Regions from separate parts of the Mus musculus genome. Here regions 1, 2 and 4 are each linked to region 3. The links are chromatin contacts, called in public HiChIP or PLAC-seq maps. All regions are on one chromosome and are shown on one strand. The core of a region is the stretch at or near the end of the contact, and the rest is flanking DNA. Distances in the headings are between cores, read along the strand shown. Region 1 has its middle 35 kb from the start of Saysd1. Region 2 has its middle 35 kb from the start of Gng2. Region 3 holds the start of D14Ertd670e (DNA segment, Chr 14, ERATO Doi 670, expressed). Region 4 has its middle 17 kb from the start of Gng2.

Evidence for each region. HiChIP or PLAC-seq counts read pairs in DNA pulled down with a chosen protein or histone mark.
Region 1: a contact with region 3 is called in an H3K4me3 HiChIP or PLAC-seq map of embryonic basal ganglia, with 5 times the contacts expected there. The contact joins the enhancer-like site here to the promoter of D14Ertd670e in region 3. A contact is called at or near these places in 7 of 484 Hi-C or Micro-C datasets (the CH12 cell line, the HPC-7 cell line, adipose-derived mesenchymal stem cells and 4 more), 12 of 115 datasets of contacts at active chromatin or transcription factors (SST interneurons, bone marrow-derived macrophages, craniofacial prominence and 8 more) and 1 of 9 other capture datasets (embryonic stem cells).
Region 2: an H3K27ac HiChIP or PLAC-seq map of regulatory T cell precursor shows a contact between it and region 3, with 6 times the contacts expected there. The contact joins the enhancer-like site here to the promoter of D14Ertd670e in region 3. A contact is called at or near these places in 1 of 15 datasets of contacts at CTCF or cohesin (pro-B cells), 9 of 484 Hi-C or Micro-C datasets (bone marrow-derived macrophages, embryonic stem cells and erythroblasts), 6 of 115 datasets of contacts at active chromatin or transcription factors (bone marrow-derived macrophages, embryonic basal ganglia, embryonic stem cells and 2 more) and 1 of 9 other capture datasets (embryonic stem cells).
Region 4: a contact with region 3 is called in an H3K27ac HiChIP or PLAC-seq map of CD8 T cells, with 17 times the contacts expected there. The contact joins the enhancer-like site here to the promoter of D14Ertd670e in region 3. A contact is called at or near these places in 17 of 39 promoter capture datasets (the 3T3-L1 cell line, 3T3-L1-derived adipocytes, the C10 cell line and 11 more), 3 of 15 datasets of contacts at CTCF or cohesin (the NIH/3T3 cell line, large pre-B cells and pro-B cells), 35 of 484 Hi-C or Micro-C datasets (the G1E-ER4 cell line, the HL-1 cell line, LSK cells and 16 more), 26 of 115 datasets of contacts at active chromatin or transcription factors (CD8 T cells, T-cell acute lymphoblastic leukemia, bone marrow-derived macrophages and 15 more) and 1 of 9 other capture datasets (embryonic stem cells).

Annotation. Positions count from the first base shown.
Region 1 is chr14:20,046,904-20,050,090 of GRCm38.p6, reverse strand. No RefSeq gene overlaps it. Among named protein-coding and RNA genes, the nearest start is that of Saysd1, 35 kb to the left of the region's middle. Within about 2 kb of position 1,765, at least 55 of the 459 cell types and tissues checked have an H3K27ac peak or open chromatin away from gene starts, as enhancers often do. A contact at or near this core is called in SST interneurons, craniofacial prominence, embryonic basal ganglia and 3 more, where this site is marked.
Region 2 is chr14:20,010,772-20,014,074 of GRCm38.p6, reverse strand. No RefSeq gene overlaps it. Among named protein-coding and RNA genes, the nearest start is that of Gng2, 35 kb to the right of the region's middle. Within about 2 kb of position 1,389, at least 31 of the 459 cell types and tissues checked have an H3K27ac peak or open chromatin away from gene starts, as enhancers often do. A contact at or near this core is called in regulatory T cell precursor, where this site is marked.
Region 3 is chr14:19,837,472-19,840,719 of GRCm38.p6, reverse strand. It overlaps D14Ertd670e (DNA segment, Chr 14, ERATO Doi 670, expressed), which reads right to left and starts at 1,795. Exons shown (of 3, transcript NR_105025.1): 1 at 1,733-1,795.
Region 4 is chr14:19,992,236-19,995,385 of GRCm38.p6, reverse strand. No RefSeq gene overlaps it. Among named protein-coding and RNA genes, the nearest start is that of Gng2, 17 kb to the right of the region's middle. Within about 2 kb of position 1,760, at least 33 of the 459 cell types and tissues checked have an H3K27ac peak or open chromatin away from gene starts, as enhancers often do. A contact at or near this core is called in CD8 T cells, the G1E-ER4 cell line, memory CD8 T cells and 1 more, where this site is marked.

The DNA of each region.
Region 1 (3,187 bases), core at 516-3,015, 210 kb before region 3:
ACCCTAGAAAATCACCTTTCCCAAATTTGACGGTACTGACCACAGACTGCTGTAGGCAAAACACTGCGGTCAGCACACAAAGCAGGTTAGGTCCAGCTTTTATGCTCGTGGGGTCGGTCAGAGTTGCAAAACATCTAAAAAAGCAAGCCATGTGGTATGGGTTATGTCAGGATTTTTCACAAAACAGTCATTGAAAGAGAGTGCCCCTAGGGTCCATGGCGTCTAAGATCATGTAGTGTACAGAGAAATAAGCAGAAGACCCTGCCAGTCTCTGCCTATGAAGGAGACAAGGAAAACAGCAAGCTTTCACATTAGTTAGATATGTTTGAGATTCCTTAGGAAATATTAGGTTACATAGGAATAAGGAAACAGAAGACAGACGTCTTCCTGTGAGCTGAGACAACAGAACGACGAATGCTGAGCTGCTGATTGCAGCCTTTGCAAACTGCTTGTCCCCTTCTCTGTTTCTGGAAAGGGTCACATCTGCTCCTCTCTCACCAGCATCTACTCAGACCCCAAGTTCTGTTTGCTAAAGATAAAACTGTCATTGTTTATTATTATTGTTGTTGTTTGTTTGTTTGTTTCTCTCATATAACACATCTCGACTACTATCTCCCTCCCTCTACCCTTCCCAGTTTCCCCCAAAACCTCTTCTCTATCCCAGATCGGTGGAATCCAGGATCTTCCGTTTCCCTTCAAAAAAAGAGCAGGGCCCTCAGGGATATCAACATGGCATAACAAGCTGCAATAGGATTAGATGCAAACCCTCACATCAAGGCTGGACAAGGCAGCCCAGAAGGAAGAAAGGGGTCTGAAAAGCAGGCAAAGGAGGCAGAGACAGCCAACACTCCCAACAAAACCTCTGAGTTATACAACCATAACATATACCCAGAGGACTTAGTGCACACCTATGTAGAATCTATGGTTGCTACTACAGTCTCTGTGAGCCCTTATGAGCCCTGCTTAGTTGATCATGTGGGCCATGTTCTCCTGGTGTCCTCAATCCCTCCTTGTCTGCTAGGGTTCCCTGAGCTCTGCCTAATGTTTAGGGATAAAACTGCAGATATCAGCTTCTGTAAAACTTGCTTAGTCTTGAGAAATGTATCCTTTGGGATGGGGATAAAAAAAATCACCCTAATATGGCCACAAAATTATGCCAATGCCTAACCCTATATAAACCATGAAATATTTCTGATCAGCACTGGGTTTCTTTAGGCAATAGCAACTCACTGATTAAAGAATTTTTCCTTTAATTCCTTTAATTCTCATTCAAGAAGGTTGAAGCCTGGCCTCAGTGCCTGTGCCCAGCACCTCAACACATTTGAATAGAGAGCAATTAGAAGGCAGGACAAAGGAAACTCTCCTGGGTCCTCTTGAACAATGACAACAGGGACAAAAGAAGCTGGCTACATTGTATCCTGTCCCTATTTGTTTCTCTTTGTGTCCCACATGCTCCTGGTGGAGAGTGGGGGCTGACAACCCGTGCTGATTCCTCTTGTCCTATAGCAGGCGGCTTGGACCATGCTTGGCTGCAGACCTGGGAGCTCACCTATTTTCCTCTGTTCATGAAGACCATAATATTGTCACATCTGCATGCATACAAGGTGCTGATGGCTTAAATACCTTATCTTCATTCAAACATTTTAGCTACTCTAGGAAATGGTTGTAACTCGTGGCCATTTTACAGATGAAGAAATACAGTGCATGCAGGAGCCAAGCAGCTATCAGGTTTGCACAGCTGGTATACAGTGGAAGCAGCTCCTGTTGCCATAGAAACCTTCCTCAAGGCAGAGAGCCCCTATGAACATAGCCTTCCAGGCTGAGCAGGCCAGAAGCCTGTTTTAGAAGAAGGGCTTTAGTGACAATATGCGTTCACATTTACAATCCACACTTGCCTTAAGCCCCATTGTCTTTCTTAACATTGCTACACTGTCTTAGGTTTTAAATTTAGACTTACACTTGTCTCTGTGCAGATCATCTCCTCTCCTCATTGTAAGCTACTGGAGACAGGGATTACCAGAAATTGGATACTGGGGCTGGGGAGCTGGCCTAGAAGGAAAGGTGTTTGTAGCTGATGATGCAAACTGGACCAGCTGAGCTAAAGCCCTGGAACACACATGAAGGCTCTGGCTCCACAGTTCTCCCCATGCTCATCGTGGCATGTGCACCCACATACATATCATACAGTCACCCATATATCATATCATGTACACACAGTAATACTTAAAAAAAAAGAGTCTGCTATTGTTTAGATGACTCTTAGCATTGCTTGTGTTGTATAGCAGATTCCTCTAATGTCAAAACCTTGGAGAGAAGCTCTTCAGGATGCAAGATGTTAAAATGGAGGTAAAATAACAAGGTGCTCTAAGGGAAGGTGAAATACCTCACCCTGTAGCTTGAGGACTAAACAACACAATAGCCTCAGGAAGTCCCTACAAACGACCAGACTTGCTGGGCTCCTCTTTTCGCAAGCATATATAAGCATGGGACTGCTAAGAGACTCTTAGATGGGCTGAGTCACTTGAAAGAGCCTCACAGACCAACTTAATTACCTAGAAAAACACTCCAACCCATAGAGCTGACTTCAGGCTTGGCAGTGTGCTCCAGGTTTCCAGCTTACATGACCCATGCTGGGATGGGCTTTTGTTGATGCTGCTGTCTTTGAGTCATTTCTGCTTCTAAAAATAACCCATCACTCATATTCTTGTAAGTATCCCCCCCCACAAAAAAAACTCATTGGTTCACCAAATTGGACTTTGATAATCTCCTTACAGCCTGTCATCACTTCTGTATCTGAGGTGAGCGGATGTCTCCCTAGGAATAGTGTCACACAATAGCTAGTAAATATGTTCTCCATTCCTATGTCCCCTTTGCTCCAGGATTCTATACGCATGCTCAGTACTTCAAGCTGATTGCTTGAATGAAAGAGTGATGATACACAGAGTAACTTCATTTCAGAATTTTAGGCACAAACTCTGCATATCATTTTCATCCCTCAGACTCCACTTGGCATGTTTTATGTTGCAAAATAAATATATAAATTAAAAAAAATAATGGCAGGAGGGCTCATTATGAAACTTCCAGATGAATTATGGAAGCTTAATAGCTATTCTGCCCCAACTTAATTATCTGACTTAATGCATTAATGAGTGAATTAAATCCAGTCCCTGCCCATTTTTAAGAAAGA
Region 2 (3,303 bases), core at 140-2,639, 170 kb before region 3:
TAAGTAATTATTTAATGTGTGTGAATTCACTGTCACTATCTTCAGACACACTAGAAGAGGGCATCGGATTCATTACAGATGGTTGTGAGCCACCATGTGATTGCTGGGAATTGAACTCAGGACCTCTGGAAGAGCAGTCAGTGCTCTTAACCACTGAGCCATCTCTCCAGTCCTACTTTTAACTTTTTATTTTAAGACAGTGTATTAGTCAGGGTTCTATAAGAGAGCAGGCTGAGCAAGCCAGGTGAGGCAAACTAGTAAAGAACATCCCTCCATGGCCTCTGCATCAGCTCCTGCTTCCTGACCTGCTTGAGTTCCAGTCCTGACTTCCTTTGGTGATGAACAGCAGCATGGAAGTGAGCAGGAAGTAGCAACCACTTTGGACTCATTGGTAACACATATGCGTATCAGAGAATGGGAAATAAATCCAACTTGCTTCTTGGTCATGATGTTTGTGCAGGAATAGAAACCCTGACTAAGACAGACAGGATCTCATTAAGTTTCACAAATTGACCCTGGACTCATTCTGTAACCCAAGCTGCCCTTAACCTTGGAATTCTCCTGCCTCAGCTACCAAAGTACTTAGAATTATAATCCTGACTCACTAAGCCTGGCTTAATAATGTTTTTTAAAGCATGAAAAAAATTTAACTTTAATAAGATTCAATTATTTGTCTATTACATGTTTGATATCAATATCTTTATATTATATCAAAACAAATCTTATACAATATTTCATATTAAACTACACATGTGTACTAAATCAATGCAATATTGTTACACTAAATATATTTTATGAGGAAAATTTGTGCTAAAGCTTTTCCCATCACCCTATCTGACCTACTTTGTACTTTGAGTAAAATCAGAAGTAGCACCCTGTCATAAAGGTCCTCAGAGCTACTGTAGAAGAAATCCACCTCCTACCACTTAGCACAGGATACTAAATCCAGCACCTGGGCCGCTGTGTTGTGCAGGCACACTTCCTAAACAAGGCTTAGCTGAATGGTGTTAGTTGAGCAAACAAAGCCACACAGATGCTCTTCTGCCTGCCTTTTGATTTTCCTTCCTGTGCTGTTTCCCGTTTGTGTTTTTGACATTTTCTTTTGTGTGTAGAGTGTTTTGCCTTGTGTTTTTCCTGCTTCTGCTGGAGTCGTCACTATGTGAACAGGAGACCCTCACATCCCTGAACAAATGGTCTCCCAAAATGCTTCTTGATTGCCACACTCTCATTTGCTGATGGAAGAAACACACCTGCCTCTTGTTGAGCAGCACACACGTTAGGAGCAGACGCATCCTTGCCTTATGCTTCTGAGCAGCTTTCTCTCTGGTGCTGAGCACACCGAGAAAGTCAGGGTCTAGAAATAGAGTTGTGACGTGGAGTGTGCAGAGTCCCTTTCCATGTGGTAAGGCACATGCAGGGGGTGGGGTAGGGCGAAGGCTTCATTCTGAATACCAAATCCAAGAGGCACCTGGGAGGATTTACCGCTTTTGAGTCATCCACTGGTAGACAAAAGAAGATAACCACAACTGACACATAGATGCTGGATGGTGGGTAAGCAAGAGAAGAAGGAGAAGAGGGGGCGGTTAGTGAAGTAGAAGACAGCAGAGTACAGAGATGCTGGACAAGAGTGTGGACCGATCATGGTCAGTGTAACTTGCAGTGATATGAAGAGAGGATCTTGACTTTGCACGGAGGAGGGATGCAGATCACTCTGAGATGAAGGGATGAAGGGAAAGGAAGATCAGCTGCTAGAGATAATTACTTTTGCTTGGCTGGAATGAAATACAGGGATGTGTCGTGACGGATGAAATCTACGCTCTGTCATGAGATAGGACGTGATGTCATCCGGAGAGTTTAAGGAGGAGAAATAGAATGAGGATGTTTTGGAATTGTGAATGAAGGCTAGAGACAGGCCAGAAATGGAGGCAACAGGAAGCGAAGGATTCCTTTTTAAAAAACAGATAAATAAGTATTAATAGAATGATTCATAGGATATGAAGGCTGCACAGTGTTCTCCAGTCACACATGAGGGTAAGTATTTATAAGCAGATCTTACTTACCTTCAGGGAAGGCTGACAAGAGGATAGATACTTGTGGGAGCAGGACATAGGCACAGGCACTTTTGAAGCTGCCCATGTAAATCTTACATGAAGATGACTTTGGAAAATATCAGGCTCATACATTAGGCCAGGAGTTCTCAAAGGATGCTCTCCCAAAGGAAAAACTCAAGGCAAAACACTCTACACACAAAAGAAAATGTCAAAACAAAACAAAACAAAACAAACAACAAACCCTAGGCAGATGCTCTCCAGTTCCACCCAAGCCTACTAAGTCAGAATTCAGTAAGAGAAGTAGGTTTCAGCTCACTTTGTTAAAGCTTGGCAGTCACTAAATGGGAAGAGAGAAAGGCATGCTAGTCCTGGTGATCTTTGGGAGCAAACGTGCTGGCAGGACTCATAGCTGCTGACAGGCATCCACAAATGACAACTAACTCTCTTCTGAGCCTCGGAAAGGCCAAAGAAAGAAAAGCTGGCTACTGTGCTGGATGGTCACCTGTACGTATGTTCAAATATTCCAGGAATGTGGCAGGATTTTGGAATTGTGGGGGAACTTACAATGCTGACCATATGTCTAGAGCATCAGTGTTAACAAAGAAATTAAAAAAAAATGGGTCTGGGTGGTAGTGGTGCACTCCTTTCGTCCCAGCACGTGGGAGGCAGGGGCAGGAGGATCTCTATGAGTTCAAGGCCAGCCTGGATTATTTGGAACTACAGAGCAAGCTCCAGGACAGCCAGGGCTACACAGAGAAACCCTGTCTTGAAAAACAAAACCAGACAAAACGGGAACACCCAGCAGAACAAAAGTTAACGGAGGAAATCCTTGTTTGTCTGTGATGAAAAGCAGAGCACAGAGCTGTGTGTACTCTGCTCCGAATCCCCGGCTCCTATCTAGGGCTATGTACGGGAGAGAGAGGCCAGCAGCAGGGCAGAAGCAAGAGATCATGTATGTTTAGTAAGGCAGGCTTCATCCAAGGGTAGTGGGAAGACATTGTCAAGAAGAAAACATTGGCTATAGCCCAGCTTACCTAGCATGCATGAAACATCGGGTTTTTATCACCAGTATTTTAGTGTTATGCTGCTATGAAGAGTCACCATGACCATGACAACTCTTAGAAAATAAGGCATTTATTTGGGGCTTGCTTACAGTTTCAGAGATTTAGTCCATTTCCATCATGGCAGGAACCCTGGTGACTTGCAAGTGAACATGGCTGCAGGAGAAGTAGCTGAGAGTTCTATACCCAGA
Region 3 (3,248 bases), core at 546-3,045:
TTAAAAGCATTCATACCAGCAGCTGAGCCCCCCCCCCCAAAAAAAAACCTTTATCTCAATTCAGATCTATGCCCATGAATCCCTTTTCCTTTGGGAGTAACTGGTCAGAAGGAATTACTGACAAACATTCCAGGTAGGGAAACGGGTGCATGGGACAGATTCCAGAAGAGAGTGGGGGGCTTGGGCTTATCAGAAAAAGGGACTCTGTGTCTTCCAGTTATGCAGATCTGAAGTAGAGAAAGGAGTATAGAGATCAAGGAAAGGGTGATGCCCTTCTTTAAACCACTCCCCCCCACCCCCACCCCCACCCGCCTCTGGAAGGAAAAGCGTCTTATGTGACAGAAAAACAGATGCTGGGACTTGAATCCAGAATGGGGTATGGTGGGCCCTCAAGCTGGGAAGCCAAAGGTGCCTTAGAAGCTGGCAGGGCAGTAGGTGAAGAGAGCAGCCCTCCCTGCACCGGTGCACGAAGGCCACTGTCCAGGCCCAGGCTCCACTTAGAGCCAAGAGGAGTGAAGGGCTCCGTCCCGCACCCTCGCTAGAGCCCACAGAGAATCCAGCCTACCCAGGTCCCGGGGGACATTGTCACATGAAGAAGGCCAGGGCTGGGGACAGACCCCCCAACTGTAGGGCCCGGGTAAGAGAAGCACTGGGGTACAAATCAAAAAACAAGGAGCTAACATCGGCAGAGGGTGCCACCTGTTGGCAGAATACGGGAAAACAGCAGAATTTTAACCAGTTGGTCAGATCAGATCCGACAAAACAAAAACACCAACAGCAAAATCAAGAAATCAATTAAACAAACCCCAAACGTGCCTGTCACACGTTCAGTCAGTTCTCTGGGTCAGACTTGCCTTTCATGCATTCAATAATCCACACAGTTGGCCAGTCACTCATTCAAGCAAAACTGAAACCAGACCTCACATGAGAGACTGAACCAGGATTCAGAGTCCCCACTCTTTACGTTCCAATTTAGTGTAGAAGGGGGACTAGGAAAGAGTTTCCTGTCGAATATTGTCTTCCTAAAACAGGATGAGGGCCTTAAATATCCATCCATCTTACCCAGAAGAGACCCCCTTTTCGGGGCCTATCTCTCTTATCCAGAAGGCTTCCATGGGGGCACATGCTCACCACCCATAATTCAGTCTACAGAGTCACCTCCTACCAGTGACAGAAGGATTCCTTGCTGGGAACACAGCAGTAACTCCGGACCTCTCCGGACTCAATGAGAGGTGTGGGGTCCTGGAATGCTCAGCGAAGGAGCCTCCCCTGCAGCCCCTCCTGCACGAGGAAGGCCAGGAGCGAGGTTGAGTCTCATGGAGCAGAGGGTGGGAAATCTCGTGTGGCTTCCAATTTTATGATCCACATGAGATACTTACTGACAACCATACTGATTTAGACAATAATTTTAAGTCCTTTTATTAATAACCAGACCAAAGAGGGGCTTGAGCCCTTCAAAATGTCTCTTGGTGCCTGAGCTCAGGGATACAGAGCTTTTAAGGCAAAACCACACAGATACATTTATATGAGCGTCAGAGTAAACTTGAAACATTCACTCCTGGCAGAGCTTAATAGGTATTTTAGACATAACTCGCCAATTACTCTGTTCAGCACATCTGGACCGTAGTCAAGGCCATGGAGATCTCAAACGTGTTGCCAAGGGATACGTGGCCTTTGTGGGAAGGGCTGAGAACCGTCTAAGCACACACACAACGGAATCAGGTAGTGTTACCTTAGTCATTTCAATGGGAAGCTCACTCAGCTTGTGGTAGCCATTCTCAGGCCTGTGGCCCAGGTTTCATTTAACAAGTCTGAGGCGTGGTGGAGGCTGGGGAGTGGGTACTTCTTCACTTCATTTTTTCAGGCAGGGTTTTGCTGCTCAAAGCTGACCTTAAACTTACAATCCTCCTGCCTCAGCCTCCTGCGTGCTGGGATTACAGAGGTACATCACTATATCCAGCTTGAAAATGTGTGGTCTGATGGGTTTCTGGCAGTTCTGAGGCATCTGTTCCAGGTGCCATGGATTTCTGACACCTGCAAAGGACAAGGTTCACACCATTGTCCAGTGGCTCTCTCTCTCTCTCTCTCTCTCTCTCTCTCTCTCTCTCTCTCTCTCTTTCCTTTTTTTGTTTTTTGTTTTTGTTTTTTCTTTTGTTTGTTTTTTCGAGACAGGGTTTCTCTGTGTAGCCCTGGCTGTCCTGGAACTCACTTTGTAGATCAGGCTGGCCTCCAACTCAGAAATCCGCCTGGCTCTGCCTCCCAAGTGCTGGGATTAAAGGTGTGCGCCACCATGCCCGGCTAAAATTATTTTTGCTGTTTTGTTCTTTGTTTGAGGTTGGGATTTTTTTTTTGTTTGTTTGTTTTTGTCGTTGTTTTTGTTTCGTTTTTTCGAGACAGGGTTTCTCTGTATAGCCCTGGCTGTCCTGGAATTCACTTTGTAGACCAGGCTGGCCTGGAACTCAGAAATCTGCCTATCTCTGCCTCCTGAGTGCCAGGATTAAAGGCATGGGCCACCATGCCCAGCTCCAGTGGTTCTAAACCTTCCCAATGATGCAACTCTTTAATACAGCTCTGCATAATGTGATGATCTCGTACCATAAAGTTATTTTCTCTGCTACTCCATAACTATAATTTTGCTACTGTTACAAACTATAATGTAAATATTTTTTGGAGCTAGAGGGTTGCCAAAAGGATTGAGAGCTGTTGTTACACAGCTGAATCTTATGTCAGCTGTGCATGTATCTTCAGATTCTGTGCAAAGTATTAGCTGCATAAAAATCAGAATGTTGAGACTATTATTTGGTATATAGGTACAGTAGGTGTAAATAAAAGAGAGAAAATTAAACAAACATATTAAGTATTCATGTAGATAAAATGTAAACATAGCTAGGTATGGTGGTGCATGCTTTTAAGTCCAAACACTTGGGAGATAGAGGTGGGCAACTCTCTGTAAGTTCAAGGCCAGCCTGATCTACGTATAGAGCTATGGGCCAGCTAGAGATACATAGTGAAACCGTCTCAAAAACAAAGAAAACAAAACTAAAAAAAAAAAAAAAGTGAATATAGGAATTTTCAGCTATACAAATTAGTAATATTAGTTAAATATGCAAATAAAGTGAGGGTAAAAATAATTGGGCTGTAGCTCCGAGGGGTAGAGTACCTGAGGCCTGGCTTCCTCTCCAAAACATACCATAAAAAGCAAGGAAGCCCGGCGTGGTGGCGCACGCCTTTAATCCCAGCACTCAGGA
Region 4 (3,150 bases), core at 511-3,010, 150 kb before region 3:
GGGTCTGGTTCACCTGCAGTCACCACTGCCAGCTCCACTGAGCTGCCTAATCAAGGTGCAGCGCCCGCTCTCCCAAGTGCTACAGCCTGTGAGGGGCTGGGCCTACTCTCCTTTTCTCACACCCCCAGGGCTGGCTGAGCCCAGGAGAGGTGCAGGGTCCTTTCTCCTTAGTGCTACAGCTGGTGAGAGGCAGGGCCAGCAATTCCTACGGACTACTGCCGGTGGCAAGTGGGAGGGGCAAGGGAGAGCATCACCCTTGAGCCCTCTCTACCTCATGGCAGATGAACCAGCTCTCCCTGGCTCTGACCCTTGGAGCTGGCTCCCTGCATCCCCTCCACCAGAGTGGCATCCCTTACTTCTTTACTTATTTATATTTCTTTATTTATATTTATATTTATTTTGTTTTTCAAGAGAGGGTTTCTCTGTGTAATAGCCCTGGCTGTCCTGGAACTCACTTTGTAGATCAGGTTGGCCACAAACTCACAAAGACCTGACACCTCTGCCTACTGAGTGCTGGGATTAAAGGTTTGCGCCACCACCCCTGGCTACGCTGGCATTCTTATTGCTCATTCCATAATGCAAACGTAGAGTCAGCATGTGTACAGATCCATGTCTAACTTCACACTTGGGTTGCTTTCTTCCGTTCTAGGAGCAGTGCTCTAGCAGACCTGGAACGTTAGTCAGGGGCTGGGTACTCTGGCAGACTCGCTCTTTGCTTAAGTAGTTGCTGTGCAACCATTAGAAACATTAGAATATTGTTTTGGCAAAGGTGAGTTCCTCTTGTCTTTTGAAATCAGAATTCTACCCAGGCAGCTTCAGCAAGAGCTGTGTGTTTCCACAAGAGATGGCAACCTGAAAGCCTTTGCTTCAGTTTAGGCACACACTACAGTTTGTTTTCTGCTTTACTCAAAAACAATTTTCATCCTTGACTTCTAATTCTTCTATTGCTGTGAAGAGGCAACTTATGAAAAAAAGCATTTAAATTGGGAGCTTGCTTACAGTTTCAGAGGGTGAGTCCACAGCCATCATGGTGGGGACCGTGGTGGCAGGCAGGCAGGCATGGCACTGGAGCTGTAGGTAAGAGCTTCCCTATGATCAATAAGCAGGAAGCATGGTGGCGAGAGGGGAGGAAGAGAGGGGTGGAGCTAACGGGAAATAGCATTGGCTTTTGAAACCTCAAAGACCACCTGCAGTGACACCCTTCCCCCAACCTGCCCACCTCCTAATTCGTACCAAACAGTAAATTTTATATAAAAAAGTAAGTTCCAACAACGGGGGACCAAATATATTATGAATGGCTAAGGGGCTCATTCTCATTCAAACTACTATGATCCTTTTTGTGAAGAAACCTTGTTTCTATCTGTGCTCCATGTATCTTTCTGGTGTCTCCCAGGACCTCTATGGATGCTTCTCTACAGAATCCAAATTCAACAGAAACTCAGAAGCAGGATCTTCAGCCTTTTTGGCTGGCATCCTCTTAGTTGGGTACAGGCTGAACTCTGATCTTTGGGTGCAGCCTAAGTTTTTCAGCTCCGAGATTTCTGAGGGTGCTCTCTTCCCTGTAGATGCCCCTCCCACTGGGCCCCACCCTCCTGAAACCCTCTACACTTTAAGTTTAGCTTCTTCATTTTGCTACCTGTGCCGTCCCTCATCTCACGATCTTAGACATTTAGAGGTGACAGTGGGTAAAGAGAAATGAAAGCTACCTTGATTGGTCTGTCCTACAAACAACCAGAACAGTGCCCCAAGCTTTCCAAGGACTGTAAATGACATCTCTCACATCACATGCCACAAGACAGCTTTGCTTCATTCTTCAATACTCTTTAGTTATGTTATATAGAAAAAATATCTCCTTCTCTTCTACCCAACAGCATTCTAAGCCTTAAAGCCAGCTATACTAGCTAACCACACGTATTAAGTCCCATGACATCATCTCTTATCTCGAACCACAGAAACCAGGGTTCAGTATGAACATCTGCATCTGTCCCAAGAGAAAATGTTACAGATATACACACCGAGGATTGGGAAAATACTTTCTTTGCTATTGGAACATGCATGGGTAGCTCTATATGAAGATCTACACAAGGTCAGCACTAGAGGAAAAGCCTCCTCCACATGAATAATTAATGCAAAGTTGCCCAGAAACTACTGGAGAGATACCCAGGAGTCTGTCTTGTAAGATTTCTCTCTCTAGGTCATTCTGATATTTGGCCAAGGTGGGAAACCCAGTGGTCAGTAGAAATTCGACCAGGAGGGCAAGCCTGGTACTGTTCCACCTCTGTTCATGTGGTCCTCTGAGGGAGGCAGTATTGGACTGAGCATTTTTCAGGCAAGAATGAGGAGGCTGAGGGGCAGGCCACCCTTCTGTAGGTGATGGAGTAGACTATTTTACAGAGTCCGCAATGACAGTTCAGCACAACTATTAAAAGCTAACAACGAAACAGTAAGGCATGGGAAAGAAATGAAGTAGGGAGGGAAGAGAAGCTGACGAGAAACGCCCTCTATAGGAATCAGTAAGTTCTAATGAAAACCAGACATGCGCGTGTAGAGGTAGGCATGGAGCCTATGGAAAAGTGGACTTCAGGGCTGTGCAATGACAGCTGAGGGTCTATTCTGTTTTAGGTGGAGTCTTGCTACATTAGCCCAGGCTAGCCCCAGACTCTCAGTTCTCGTGCCTCAGCTTCCAATTGCCCAAGTGAGATCTTAATGACAGCCTGGAGAAAATGAAAATGCTATCAAGAAAGAATAAATTGTTTACAAAATTAGTATAACCTTTAATATGAGTTAACTGTTCACACAGAGTTATGTTGGCAACCCCACCAATTAAAACATGATGGGCTTCTGAACACTCCTTTTAAGGATGTGCATAGCCCACTGTGCATTATTTTCCTATTGTCTTAAAAGCCTCCTTCTTGTCTAACCTAGATGACAACTGTGATGTCATGCTTATTTCTAAACCATAATGAAAGGAAGATTTTGGAAAAATCCTTTCAGAGCCTGAACACAGAGAGCTTATTCAGATCTAGATGGCTGGGCTGATAATATCTAGTCTAGACATAGAGATCCATGAAAGAAAGGTACAATTAGAATCTTTTAATTCAAAGTGGGTGTCTTGAAATACGTTTTCTGAAAACCCAATTTTAATGTGTT